2 separate regions of the Mus musculus genome follow, and region 2 is linked to region 1. Evidence: chromatin contacts called from public HiChIP or PLAC-seq data. All regions are on one chromosome and are shown on one strand. The core of a region is the stretch at or near the end of the contact, and the rest is flanking DNA. Distances in the headings are between cores, read along the strand shown. Region 1 overlaps Nfia (nuclear factor I/A). Region 2 has its middle 74 kb from the start of Gm34784.

Region 1 (7,140 bases), core at 1,971-4,470:
TAAAAGCACCATTAGATTTGTATTTTTTTTTTGTATTTTTTTTGTTTTTTTAAATTTTCCTTCGGTTTTTTTTTAAAGGGATACAAGTTTAACAATAAAAAACATAAAAAGCAAAAATAGCTCCCCTTTTTCTTGCAAGGCTGTTTTTTACCCCAATAATTTAGAGTCCTGGGGTGGGAGGACTTGAAAAACAAAAATAGAATTTTCAACAATCTCTATCTTACAAAGATACTTAGCTATCCAATGAAATTGCACTTCACTCAATTCAAAATTCGATTGTTTTGATTCCTGTCAGTTTCTGTCAAAACAGACCATCTTCCCCATTTCCATGTGAATTTTTGTGTCATTGTTGAAATTGTTGAAAAATGTTTTTTTTTAAATGTAAGTGCAGCATTTCAAAACTTAAGAACAAAAAAAACAAAAAAAAACAAAAAAAAAAAAAACAAAAAAACAAAAACCCAACCAAACTGATAGTAGTAGTCTTTGCCGTCTTTTTGGAAATTGCTCTGCAACAGGAGCGGATTCACTGTCCTTGCGGGTTGTGTTATGTATGTAACTGCTGACTGCTGAACCAAACCAAATTAAAAGAAAGATCAACTTAACTGCATTTTTTCCCTAATATGTTACAGAAAAAAAAAAACCAAAAAAACAACCCCCCCCCCAAAAAAAACCATTGCCCTTTGAGTGTCCTGTAAGTTACAGATCTCAGCGATTACAGAAGGTTTCATGCTCCAGGTGTCTCCAGATGCTCAGGGAGGGTCACACACCTGCACGGGCAAATTCAGGAAATACTGGGAAAAGGCCAGGCTCCCAAGTGTTACCACAGGAAGTTCACGAGCGAGGCTCATCCTTCACCAACCACTTCACCTACTGCTCACGCCACCACTGAAACACTTCAAATGTCACACAGCCCAACCATTTCCAGCACCATGAGAAATTACGACAGTCCCTAAAGTATTAAAAAAGAAAAAAAAAAAGAAAAAAAGAAAAAAAGAAAAAAAAAAGAATCCCAAAAAGTTATGGCCTTTGCTGTTTGACCACGATGTTTGCTGTTTCCATGTATAAGTTGATTCGAGTTGGTTTCGCTCCCCTTCCACTGACAGTGAAGTTGTAACTGCGCCGGGTTGAGGTTGCGTCCATGTTACAGAGTTGAGAAGGGGTCAGGTGGTCTGTCTGGAGGATGGTGGGATGCTGCAACTTTTATCCCAGGTACCAGGACTGGAAGACAAAAAGAAAAGTCTAATTAAAATGCAGGTGTAGTGCTGGGTGTAGTGGCTCGTGGGTAGCTCTTGGCTAGTATGAGCAAGGCCCACAGTGATCCAGTGCACAAAAACAAAAAGCATTCAATATTGTAAAACTATTTTGAAAGTTGCTCTTTTAACCATGGGATCAGAATTTACCTTGGGAGTTCATGTGGTCGAGGGATGACAGTAAATCCCAAGCCACTGAAATTTATCTTATTCCTCTGACATTAAAATTCATTGCCTTTGTGGGCTTTGCCAATGCTTTGCATATATCTTACCAGGTGCCGTCTTTCTGGTCACATGGCAGGTTTTGTAACCCTGTAGTGAGCCAATTAGAAGAGGGCAAGGAACCTGGCTATCTTATTAGTACCTAGCTTAATGCCTGGGAGGGCTCAAGAAAGACAAGCAAATTCGATGGAGTGGCTGAAGTGTGAGCTTGGGGCTGCAGCAAATAGCTATTTCCATGACTTTCTCAATATATTTCTCAGTGAGGTGTAGGTGCTAAGGACAGGTGCTAAATGTACAAACACAACATTCTGTAGGTGGCCCATGATAGCAGTTAAAACAGAAAGGTCTGGTGGAAAACTCACTGGTGACCTGGGAGGGGGTGGGGGGTGGGAAGTCAGACTGGCCTCTCCCCTTGCTCCTCATGATGGGTGCAAATCCTTTCTTCCCTCCCCTCCTCTCCCCTCCCCTCCCCTCCTCTCCCCTCTTCTCCCCTCCTCTCCCCTCCTCTCCCCTCCCCTCCCCTCTCCTCCCCTCCCCTCCTCTTTCTTTCTCTTTCTCTCTCTCTCTCTCTCTCTCTCTCTTTCTCTCTTTCTCTCTTTCTCTCTTTTTTTCTTTCCGAGACAGGGTTTCTCTGTATAGACCTGGCTGTCCTGGAACTCACTTCATAGACAAGGCTGGCCTTGAACTCAGAAATCCACCTGCCTCTGCCTCCCAAGTGCTGGGATTAAAGGCATTCGCCACCACTGCCCGGCCAGGTGCAAATCCTTTCAATGGCATATATTTAAAATTCTTTTCTTAGAAAAGATACATAATAAAATAAGATGGCACCTTATGAAGCACCATTGTGTTCATGGGGAAATGAAACCACTGTAGTTCTCGTTCATGTTTCTGTCTACTCAATGTGCCCTTGGAGCTTTCTGCCAGCTGTGGAGCCAGTCTTATGTCCCTTTCAGAAACATTCTTTGTCAACACAGAGAGTTCGCTTAACAAAATGAGCAACTATAGACCAATCTCAAAACTCAAGTGAGGCTAAAAATTGTATGACTTTTTTTTTTTTTTTTTGCCAACTTTCTTCTAAGTATTCTGAAGAATTCAGTATTTTCATCAGAAAACCTACCAGCTTCGAGGCTGTGAGTTCTGCATTGAAAACATCACCAGGGTTTGAGTCAGTCGGAACTGATTCCGGAGGTGAGGGCTAAAGCTCACTCTTGTCGGGGAGATTCAATTAGGGGAAAGTCGGGACTCCTTTGATCCCAGGGATAAATAGCTAAGTGATAGCTCCATGGAGGCATGGTGTAAAATTTCCTGGTCACACAAGGTACCTTTGATTTCCAAAGGCGCTTATAACAAAACAAAACAAAACAAAAACTCCTAGCTCAAACCACAAAACTACTCATCCTGTAGACTTTTACTCTCTGACCATGCGCTTCGGAGAACCCAATAAAGCTGCTTATATCTGGAAAAGAAATCACCCTGGCAAGTATGCATGGCCTAAATCTAAGTGGACAAAAGAAAGATCAGTAAGAAGGAAAGGGGAGGGAAGCAGACCGCAAACCGTGTCTGCGTTAAGTTTCTCCTGATCTCTGACGCAGATCCACTTTCCATATCTGCTCTTATACAGAACAGTCTCAAACTGAGTGGTAAGTGCTGTTCCCAATCTGTTTGCATGCTTTCTAAGGCAGTTGTGAAATTCTGGACTTCTTCAGTGTGGCAGTCCTGAAGCAAAGGCCTGGGACCTGGCGAGTCACCAGGGGGAGCAGTTTTCCGTCCCGTAGTTTCTGCATTCAGGACATTACAAAAATCAGCAGTGCCCTGTACATACTTCTGCTAAAAAGCAAAGCAAAGCAAAGCAAAGCAAAGCAAAGCAAAGCAAAGCAAAGCAAAGCAAAGCAAAGCAAAGCAAAGCAAAGCAAAGCAAAGCAAAGCAAAGCAAAGCAAAGCAAAGCAAAGCAAAGAAAAAAAAAGTTTCTTCACACATCTTACTATTCAGTGTGTGCCTCGCCCACAAGGTTACCCCAGAGCAGCTCTGTAACCCTTCACTGAAATAGGCTTTATTGATTGCTCTGGGCTATTGTTCTCTTTTCAAGTCCCCCAAGTTCAAGTTCATCCTGGTGTTACATCATGTCTGGTTGCTCTTAGCAACCAGACAGACCCAGACGTGACTATCATTAGCAAGAAACCCGCCACTCTCCTCCCACCAACCTTCCAGTGGCTCTGACGTAGCAGGCCCACTGCAAACACACTGAAGTATTTATTCTGCCTAATTTATGACCTACCCAGCAAGCTAGACCCCCGCTCCAAAAACCAACACTGTTGTATATTTAATTAATCTGTCTTTCTTTGGCATTTGAGAAAGTTAGACAAAGGACTAATTATTGTGTTTCGCTCTCCACACTTTTCTTTTGGGGGGTGAATATTTGCCTGGGAAAGAAAACGATGAGGCCCCGCATTGGCCCCTCCCCTTTTTCTTTCTGCCCTTTTGACATTTCATGAAATACTTTAGCTGCTTAAGGGAGTTAGAAAAAAAAAAAAAAAAGAAAGAAAGAAAGAAAAAAAAACCGCACTGTGAATGTTACTCCTTCTGAGTTGGTATTCAGTAACACAAATCAACTCACGACATGTTTAAATTTAAATGCTAACCACACGCTCTCAGAGTTACTTTAAAGGTTAGTTTTTAATCAATAGAAGTTGCTGACTCTGGGTTTTTGAGCTGCACACTGCAACTCCCGGGCTTTTGTCTAATGTTAAAGCTTGGGAACTTTTTTTTCCTTGAGATGATTTTAGCAATGATTTGCAGATACTGGGGCTATTGTGCTCCTACCAGCAACATGTCAATAGAGGAGCTGAGCTGCCCTGTGGTGGGCTGTCAATATGACTCCTAAGGCAGGGGTTGGGGGTCTTTAATAACCCGTGAAAAAACCTTAATTAACCCTTTCAGGTCCAAACCAAAACCTATTCTCCCACTTTTCACTCCTGTAATTTGACCATTAGTACTTATTTCAACATCTCACTAATCTTCATGACAATTAACCCAGCTACTTGACCAAGGGCTTCCAGAATGGGAAGTCAGTTAGGGGGAACCACACACGAACTTCTCTCTCTCTCTCTCTCTCTTTCTTTCTCTCTTTCTTTCTTTCTTTCTTTCTTTCTGTTTTTTTGAATGAGGTCTCTTAGTAAACGATCTGCAGAAATATAGTAGAGAAACAGTTGTAAGCAATAAGAAATTACTCCATTTTGCCAAGTTTTCTATCTGTCAGTTTGTAGTTGAAGACACTGGTGGTGACAGGTGTGACAACCGCCCACACAGAGGTGCTCCTGGATTTTCCTAAACTTCTGAGAACTGCCAATCGCCTCAGCCGGGTAAGGCAATAGGAGGAAAGGCTCCTTTGCTGTGGCATTTCCCTTTAATCTCGTTACTTGAAAACGCAGCAAGTCTGAGAGCACTCACTAAAGGAGGATTCGGCATCTTTCTTCTTGGGACAGGAGAACAGAGAGCGAGAGGGATCTGAGAAAATCTGGGAAATACTTGGATTGAATCAAGTCATTGGGAAGATACTGACACGAGAAGCAAAACTCATCTGTGGAGGGAGAGTCAGGAAATCATCCTCACGTCTGACATCTGCTTGGGTTTCATATGGCCTCTGCCTTCATACTTTATAGGCCCTTAATCTGCCCTACTGTATCCAGGCGACTACAAAGGAATCCCTGTCCCTTATCTGCCGAGAGTGGCAATATTACAGTACTGCATCAGAGGATGTTATCTTGATACATTTACATTGAGGCAGTAAACACTGGGCTTTGATCTATTGCCCCTCCCCCAGCAGGAACATTCAACCACAGTTGATTTGGTGGCCCATAAATCCACACTCCCTCAAAGGCTCTAGTTTCAAGAAATTAGCCAGTTACATTCTCAATGTCCACAGTTTGGGATGAACCAGGGGTGGGAGGGGGAACCCGTCCTCTTTCAGTGTTCAAGGTGAAACATCAAAAGAAATCTGCAGTCCGAGAGCTCAGCTTTCCTTCTAGCTGGTCAGATGGAGAAGTAATCTCATCAGGTTGGAAAGTGCTGACTCAGGATTTAATAAAGTGCCTGCAGATGTGGTGTCTCTAAGGTATTCAACTCATGTAATGCAAAACAGCTCCGCGCCCAGCGACGTGCTTATAAAATTTCATTTAACCATTGCAGCGCGGTTCTCTTAGGAGTTTTATCACACTTCCCGCCCCTTAATTTACAGCTCCATGAAAGTTCCAGCCCCATTCTGTGGGGATTCTGGAATGCTCACAGTAGTCAGGATTTACGAACCATAAACAGCCTCCGTCCCACTGTATCCTAAACAAGAGGGCTGAGATGGCAGCCCGCACTGTGACAGTGGCAGGCTGGTCCTTCTCTTGTGCCTTACAAAATGGAGTTGGTCCAGAGTCTACTGGAGACAGGTGATGAAGTCAAGGGACTCACCTTCCTTCTCAACTGCCAATATTCTAACACACGCAACTTTTTCTTACAGTCTCCCTTTCTACGCAGCGGGCAGGGCATACATTTTAAAAACAGAAAAGAAGTAGATCTGAGATATTTCACTTTGGGAGAGAGAGAGACAGAGACAGACAGAGACAGAAAGACAGAGAGACAGTGTGTGTGTGTGTGTGTGTGTGTGTGTGTGTGAGCGCACGCATGCTGTGGAGGGCAGGCTGGGCTGTGACAGCAAAATCTGTTTTTCAAATTAAAAAGTTGAACAAAAGGCCCTTCGGGGCAAAGTTTAACACTGCACGGAAGGAGGTTGTTAATGTGGAATCCAGAAGTGGGTGTGACGCTTAGCTTTCCTCTCCAGGCAAGGTGGGTTATTTAAGGACATTTACACATATAAACGGAAACACAAAAATACAGGAAGCTCCCCTCCAACACATCAGTCTCTACCAGCCACACAAGGGACCCAGCAAGCAGGTCTGCATTGAGTGCAGCTACTATATTGTCCCTCCTGGGGATGATGCTACCTCTCCTGGACCACACGAATCCAGTCAGTTAGTCATTTCTGGCTTCCTGTTCTTGTTTGCATGAACTAAGCCTACTATTTAGCACAAATGAGTTGTCCTTGGCAAATCAGCCAAAAGCTGGAGGAGGGGGGCTGGGGGGGGGTAAGGGGGCACCCCTGTCTCTGACACAGAAGGAGTAGACAGACCTCTGCGTGCATTCCTGGTTTCTCCTTTTAGGATCAACCACTTGGGAGCCATTAGTCATTTGGTCAGTAAGTACCAAGAGGCTGCAGTTTTCTTGGTGTCGTGGACTTGAGGGTCTGGGAATGTTGGGAGTAAAGAAAATGTGGCATCCGCCTTTAGAAGCTTTAGTGTCCAGCAGGAAGAGGTTTGGTTTAGACTTCTATGCCCTTCACGACTTCTCAAAGGATCTTGATAAACTCAGCTGATGAGGCCAAATGTCTAAAGGCCCGTACTGAATTCCACTGATGGGTTGTATGACATCATAGACAGGGCTCTGTATGACAGACAGGGCTCTGTGCTGGGTGACCCTGGAGTCCTGGGCATGAGAGGATGACAGTGGTCAGCACGAGTTTCTGGAAAGGGTGACATGCTGTACACAGGTGCTAGTTATGGGTATTGCCAGTCTCAGGCTTTGATCTCCACAGCCATTTTTCTTGTCTGATTTTATTTTGTTAAT
Region 2 (7,140 bases), core at 1,416-3,915, 92 kb before region 1:
TGGAAGAGTTTGGCTGTATGGGATAGAGGAGCCCTAGATACTATGAGAAGAGCTTATTGGGCCCCTTCAGTGGGAGTAAGGAAGACCAGAATACTGAGAGAAATATGGACAGTAGAGGTCTGGCTCATGAGGCTTCAGAGGTAAATGAGGATGATACAGGGAACTGGGATAGAGGCAATTCCTGTAATATTCTTACAAAGGATCTGGCTACATCCTGCCATGTCTTGAGGCTGAATTGAAAAGTAGCAAGGTAATTTGTTTAGAGGAGGAAATTTCAAGGAGGACAAGATTTGAGCTGTGTTTTTAAATGGTTACTTTACATTTACATATGTAGGTATATATGCTACAGCATGCATATAGAGGTCAGAGGACAACCAGCAGGAGTCACCTTTCTTTTTCCACCATGTGGATTCCAGGGATCAGTCTCCAGCCATTGGTATTTCTGGCAAGAGCTCTTATCCATGAGCCATCCTGATAGTTATAAATTGTGTTCTTTTTCAGGGAGGGGTGGTGGTGAAATGTACAGTGTACAGTTTGTCAGAAAATGAGCATGAAAGAGTTTGCCGTTGCAGACAAAGTGGCGACAGACAAAGCAGCTGTAATTTTTGTTAAGTGATGAGTGCCATTAAAGAGAAACGTGATGTTCTGTACTGGGGGCATGCCATGAGGGAAGGCTCTATCAGTGCTAACACTAAGAAATGTGCAGTCTCCTGCAACTGTGACCCCAGGGGCAAGCCACATGTTCAGCTGGAAGGAGAACTTAGCAATGTTATTCCCTTGGTCCTGTTTTTTTTTTCTCTCCAGACATAAAAGATGCAAATATGGAAAGAGCATGGAGACCCTCCCAAGGTTCCAGAAAAAGGCTGGTGCCAGATAATGAGTGACAAGGCGGATTTCCCAAAAAGCAGCCTTGAGAGGCCATTGTGAGAAGCTGGGAAGAGAAAACTTTGAATTCCACAGAGATGGCAGAATGTTGGAGAGAGTCATCAAGGAAGCCAGACAAAGAGAGAGTCATGTAGGGCACAAACAGCAGAGCTGCAAGGGCTGGGATGCCTAAGCTTGTTGGAGCCCTCTGGTTCCATTATGAGCTCCAGACATTGGAGGTACAGTGGTAGGGTTTGGTCTTTACCTTGTGTGTTTTGGTTTTGCTTTGGTCCTGCTTTCTCCGCCTCATTCTTCTCTTTTAGAACAGGGATGTTTATTCTGGACCATTACATACTGGAAATATGTAAGTTGTATTTTGATTTTACAGTAACTCATAGTTAAGAGGCTGCCTTGAGTCTCAGAAGAGACCTTGTCCTTTTGGGCAATGTTGAGACTGCTAAAGATCACAGGGACTTCGACGTTGGACTAAATGCTCTTGTATTAGGAGTTGGCTGTGAACCTAGCAGGGACAGGATGGCATGTTGCAGTTTGAATGTGAAAAGTCTTCCATAAGCTCATGTGTTTAATTAAACACTTGGTCCCCTGTTAGTACAGTCTTGGAAGGTTGTGGAACTTTTAGGAAGTATAGCCTCTCTGGAGGAAGTAGGTTGCAGGGTAGGTCTTGAATTTTTATAGCCTGGTTTCACTTCCTGTCTCCTTTCTGCTTCCTGACTGCAGATACAGCTGGTCTACCTGTCTCGTGTTTGGGCTTCCCTGCCTTCCTCTCCATGAGGGTCTATATCTCTTTTTCACCTGGGGGTCAAAATCAGCCCCTCCTTCCTAAAATGGGTTTTTCCAGGTGTTTGGTCATAGCGAAGAGAAAAGTACATGAAATGCCCACATTGCCAACTGCTCTAACACCGGAGTGAACAAGCCACACAGCCTCCCATGCTGGGCTGTTGTCAGCGCTCGCTCCACTAGGATGGCTACTCCTGGCTTTCCAACCTATCCACCACAACAGTTTGCTCAGCAGGTATCTGAGCTCAACTCCTCTCTTCCTCCTTGACTAGCTTAAATTCCATAAGTGATCACAAAGTTATCACTCTTGTTTAGCCTTCAATTATTTTGCTCTTTCTTCGTCCACCTATTGTGATGCAGTCACTGCCTTGGCAACCCCTATGTTTACTACTGTGCACATGAGTCTTCCAGAAAATCCCTTTAAAAAATACTTAGCATATAAAATGGCGTGGTTCATTATGACATGTCCATCCACTGGTCTTTACTCATTTTTTTCTTATATTACTGTCCCCCACCCGTTCTCCTCTCTACCATGGATCCCTCTCCTTTCCCCAGATCTGTTTCCATGTCTCTCTCTCTGTCTCTCTCTGTCTCTCCTCTCTCTCTCTGTCTCTCATCTCCCTCTCTCTCTGTCTCTCTCTCTCTCTCTCTCACACACACACACACACACTCTCTTAAATCAATATTACACATAAGAAAAACATCCAATAATCCAATAGTTTCTTCTAAGTCCGGTTTCTTGGCCTATTATGATTTTAGTCCCACTCTATTTTTTCTGCAAAGGATATCATTTCTTTATTCTTTATGACTGAAAATAATCTTCATAGTTCCTAAGTACAATATTTTATTTACCCATAGTTCTGTAGATGCACATTGTGAATATTAATAGCACTCACTGTAAGAAACATGGGTGTCCAACACATTCATCCCTTGGGGTTATTACCATGCCCAGTTCCAAGCGACTGGGAAAGCTGCTAGTTTTGAGTGGTGTCTGGAACCACTTCAGTGCAGGCTGCTTGCCACTTGGGTCATGTGATTCCACAGACCTGATGGCACTTGCAGTATCAGTGGCAGATAAGGATGCTATTTTGAGTTTTTGGCCATGGTCCATAGGTGAACTACTGTGGAGGCCCTTAGGATTTTAGAGAAAGGTTTTATGGTCATCTGCAGACAGCTACCTCAACACGTGAGAGAAAATAGGCAATGTTTATCTCTCGGAGTTTGATTCATTATTCTTCATATGAACCTGAGTTCCACTCAGTGTTCTGTAAAAGACATACTCTGTTATTCTTTACAGCTGTTTAAATCTCCATTGTCTATTTATAGGACATTTCCTTTACTCATTCTTCTGTGGATGGAGCTCAAGGATCTTGTGACTGTCTTGGCTATTGTGAACAATACTACAGTAAGTGTGTATGCCCCAGTGTCTCTGTACCATGCTGAGTTAGCACACATAAAAGTTTTCTGAAAAATCTCCAAGTTGATTTCTTTACACCTGTAGTCATTGATATTCCTATCTGTAGTGCACAGGGCTTCTTCTCCTGCTTTCTCCTCACCAGCATTTATTGCCGTGTGTGTGTGTGTGTGTGTGTGTGTGTGTGTGTGTGTGTGTGTGTTTGATGATAACCATTAAGCCTAGGAAGATAAGATCTCAATACAGTTTAATTTGCATTTCGTGATGGCTAAGAATACCCAAAATCTTTTCGCATGTGTACTAGTCATTAATATTTTATCTTTCGTGAGCTGGTTGATTTATTTGCTGACATTTTGGTTCATGCTTCACACATTCAGTGTTTGGCGATGTGCAGTGTTTCAGTGTGATTTCTTTACAGTCTCCAGTCAATGTAAAGACATCAAATGTCTTTACAAAGTTTTCTCTCTCATTCTGTAGGCTACCTACTTGTGCAGCTGATTGTTTTCTTTGTTGTATAGAAGCCTTTTGATTTCATGCCTTCCCAAATGGGCAGTTATTGATATTTGAGTCCATTTCAAAAGTTGTTTTTTTTTTTTTTTTTTTTTTGCCTATGTCTGTGTGTTGAAGTATGCTTCAAATGTTTTTCTCTAGAAGGTTCAGAGTTACAGATGTTGCTTTAGGGGAGTTGGTTCGCTTTGAATTCTTTTCTGTCTAGGGTTTGGGATAGGAACTTAATTTCATTCCACTGCATGTGGATATGCAATTTTTCTTAGCATTACTTAAGGAAGCAGTAGTTTCTATGTTATATGCTTATGAGAATTTTATTAAAAACCTAGGTGGTGGAAGTTACATGGGTTTACTGATGAGTCTTGTGACTCTTCTTTTCCTATTTTTTCTTTTTTTTTTTTTGGTCTCATGTTTTGGTTACTATGGCTCTGCAAAATAGTCTGAGATTGGACATTTTTAAATAAAAATGTTTGGCTATTTATTTATGTGTGTGCACATGTGGAATCAAGAGGACATTATCTGGGAGTTTTATTTATTTATTTATTTATATTTATTTTATTTATATTAGGAAAAAGTCATTGACATTTTTATGGTAACTGCATTGAATCTGTACATTAGTTTGAACAGAATAGACATTTTCACAATATTAATTTTGCCAATCCTTGAGTGTGAAAGGTTATTTTGTTTTCTAGTGTCTTCTTCAATTTCTTTAGTCTTTTAAAGTTTTCGCTGTAGAGCTCTTTCTTTTCTTCACGTTTATTCCCAAGTGCTTAAATTTCTGAATTTATTATGAATGAAATTTTCTTCCTGCAAACAGAATATTTGACAAGGTTCACAGCTAGGATTTGTAAAGAAGCCATGAAACAAACACTAAAAGTGAAAAATGAAAAAAATCACTGTGTGCGATGAAACAAACACTAATCATCCAAACAATATATGGGGAAATGAACTGACCAGTTCAGAAAAAATGAACTACTAATGACTAACAAATTCCTTTCAAGTTTATTATTGGTATATAAAAAAGTTACTTGTGTGTGTGTGTGTGTGTTTGAGTGTATATGTATTGGTTTTGCATATTGTCCTGAAGACAGTACAAGTAGAAAGAACATTCTTCAACATAAAAAAATTTAACACCTCAAAACTGTTGTCAACCTTATGTTTAATGGTGAAAAATGAATGCATTTCCTCTAAAGTAAAAAACTAATCAATGAAGTTTTAGTTAAAGCAGCAAGATTAAAGTAAGAACTAAAAAGTATAAAACTTGGAAAGGAAAAATCAGAGCATCTCTCTCTGCAGAGATGATCCTATACTGAAAGGACTTGAGAGTCAACCAGAAAATCCTTAGGTCAGATAAACACTTTCAGTAAAACATTAAGGTACAGAGTAATAGTAGTAGATTCACATCTGGATCTGTGAGTTCCCCAACTATGGATTCTTGACCATATTTGCAATTCCAGGCATGTCTTTCCTCAAATCCAATCAGAATGCTTTCTGGTTACCAGAATGAATTTGCTTACCACCATAACATTTATGCCACCATTGCACCTATGGTCATATCTTCTGATGCTGCTCATTATTGCAAGTTAGGGGGTTCATAGCTGGACAAGATCATTGATGACTCCCCCCAACACACACCTGACTTCTGGTACTATGAAAACTAGCTAGCATGCAGGCAATTTCTTGATCAGTACCAATCTGATTTCCTAACATCCTGTGACCAATGGGCGATGTCTCTAGGAACAGGTTCTTACTATCAGTTCTGGTGGTCAATCAACAGCAATGACAATAGCTTGTATTTAGGAGTTGTGCATATCCAGGATACCCCTGACCAATAACTATAGGGCAGATTTGTCACAGCTCTTGCTGGGCCTTTTGTTTGTATGTCTGGCTTTTTAATATGTGGGTTCTCAGCATTGAATTTAGGGCTCCATTCTTGTACTATAAGTACTTTACTATGTGATCTATCCCCCTTACCCATGTTGCTTCCATTGTGTAGAACAGAGAAGCAGGGCATTAAGTCTTCTTTAATGACCTGGTAGAATAAGCAGTGATTATTACTTTTTTGGAAGTTTTCTTATTACTGCTTCAATCCCATTTCTCATTAAAGTTATGTTTAAGTAGTTATAAATATCTTCTTGGTGAAACATTAGAAGTTCGTATGTATCTAGGAATGTATCAATTTTTCCCCAAATTTTCTTGCTTTTTGAAATATATGTTATAATATATAATTGGCTCAGTTACACAAATCATTGAAAACACTTATTGCTGGCCTTATATTTTTAGGCTCTCCTAATATATGTACAGTGATATATCATCATGGTTTTGGTAGGCATATATACATTTCCTTAAAAATGAATAATGGTAAGCAAATTTTATCATGTCAAGTTGTGACTTATTTATTTGTTTTTCATTGTTTAATTATTTTTCTAACCAAGTCACTTAACAGAATTTTTCCTACCTCTCCTAAAACATTTAAGTAAATTAATATCAAGACCAATTCATTATAAAATGAAAAATATTCATTAATAACCATCTTTATTTTATTGGTATCTGCTATAATTTCCCTAGTTTTTATCTTCTTCTTCTTCTTCTTCTTCTTCTTCTTCTTCTTCTTCTTCTTCTTCTTCTTCTTCTTCTTCTTCTTCTTCTTCTTCTTCTTCTTCCTCCTCCTCCTCCTCCTCCTCCTTCTCCTCCTCCTCCTCCTCCTCCTCCTCCTTCTTTTTGGTTTGGGTACTCTCTCTTTCCTTTGGTTAGTTTCACTAAGTGTGTGTTAATGTTTAATTTTCAAAAGAACAATTATCTGTTTAATCAACTTTTTAAAACCTCTTTAATAACCCCATTTATTATTAATTGTTGTCCTGTTGTTTTATTATTACATTTTTGTATGCCTTGTCATTATTTTACAAAGACTGAGAGAATCATCATTAAATCACTTATTTTTATTTTATCTATTTTTCAAAAATTATTTTGTGTTCTCACTGCATTTACAGTAAATCATCTCTTTACTCATTTCTTGCTTTTCTCATGTCCACATGACCTTATTCCATTCTTAGCTCAAGAGCAAACTTTATAGTACAAAGAACATAAAATCTGATCATGTTATTACTCTTTGAACAACTTTATATCTCATTTAGAAAGTTAAAGATCTTATAACACTATTACAGGACGGTATATAAAGTGGAAGTCCATCATTTCTGAACTTGCTGTTACAGGTTTTCTTATTCACCTGACTCTGAAATCCCACTCAGTTTCTACGTGTGAGCCTGTGTATGCTATTACCCCTTCTGACAGTGACCCTCCCTTGACAGCCACACTTTTCATGTCCTGGCTTCTTATAGTCTTTAGGATTTTTCCTCCAGCCCATTCAGACAGGGTGAGAAGGTTGTACTGCAGCAGGAAGCATCACTCAAACCTCGGTAGTTTATGCGTCCATTTTGTTTCTGTTCCATGCTGTTCTCAGTTCAGGTTTCACTGACAAGATTGTCACTTCTAGAGCTGGTACTAGAAGAGCCACACTCACGATCTTCACGCTTCCATGTTGAAGGAGCATGTGTCAC

Evidence for each region. HiChIP or PLAC-seq counts read pairs in DNA pulled down with a chosen protein or histone mark.
Region 2: a contact with region 1 is called in an H3K27ac HiChIP or PLAC-seq map of heart atrium, with 7 read pairs. The contact joins two enhancer-like sites. A contact is called at or near these places in 1 of 15 datasets of contacts at CTCF or cohesin (large pre-B cells), 4 of 484 Hi-C or Micro-C datasets (the HL-1 cell line, nephron progenitors, pre-megakaryocyte-erythroid progenitors and 1 more), 4 of 115 datasets of contacts at active chromatin or transcription factors (Th17 cells, heart atrium, microglia and 1 more) and 1 of 9 other capture datasets (embryonic stem cells).

The regions. Positions count from the first base shown.
Region 1 is chr4:98,105,296-98,112,435 of GRCm38.p6, reverse strand. It overlaps Nfia (nuclear factor I/A), which reads right to left. Exons shown (of 11, transcript NM_010905.3): 11 at 1-1,218. The coding sequence ends at 1,201. Among named protein-coding and RNA genes, the nearest start is that of Gm34784, 17 kb to the left of the region's middle. Within about 2 kb of position 3,220, at least 126 of the 459 cell types and tissues checked have an H3K27ac peak or open chromatin away from gene starts, as enhancers often do. A contact at or near this core is called in heart atrium and microglia, where this site is marked.
Region 2 is chr4:98,196,851-98,203,990 of GRCm38.p6, reverse strand. It overlaps the pseudogene Gm12691. Among named protein-coding and RNA genes, the nearest start is that of Gm34784, 74 kb to the right of the region's middle. Within about 2 kb of position 2,665, at least 27 of the 459 cell types and tissues checked have an H3K27ac peak or open chromatin away from gene starts, as enhancers often do. A contact at or near this core is called in heart atrium and microglia, where this site is marked.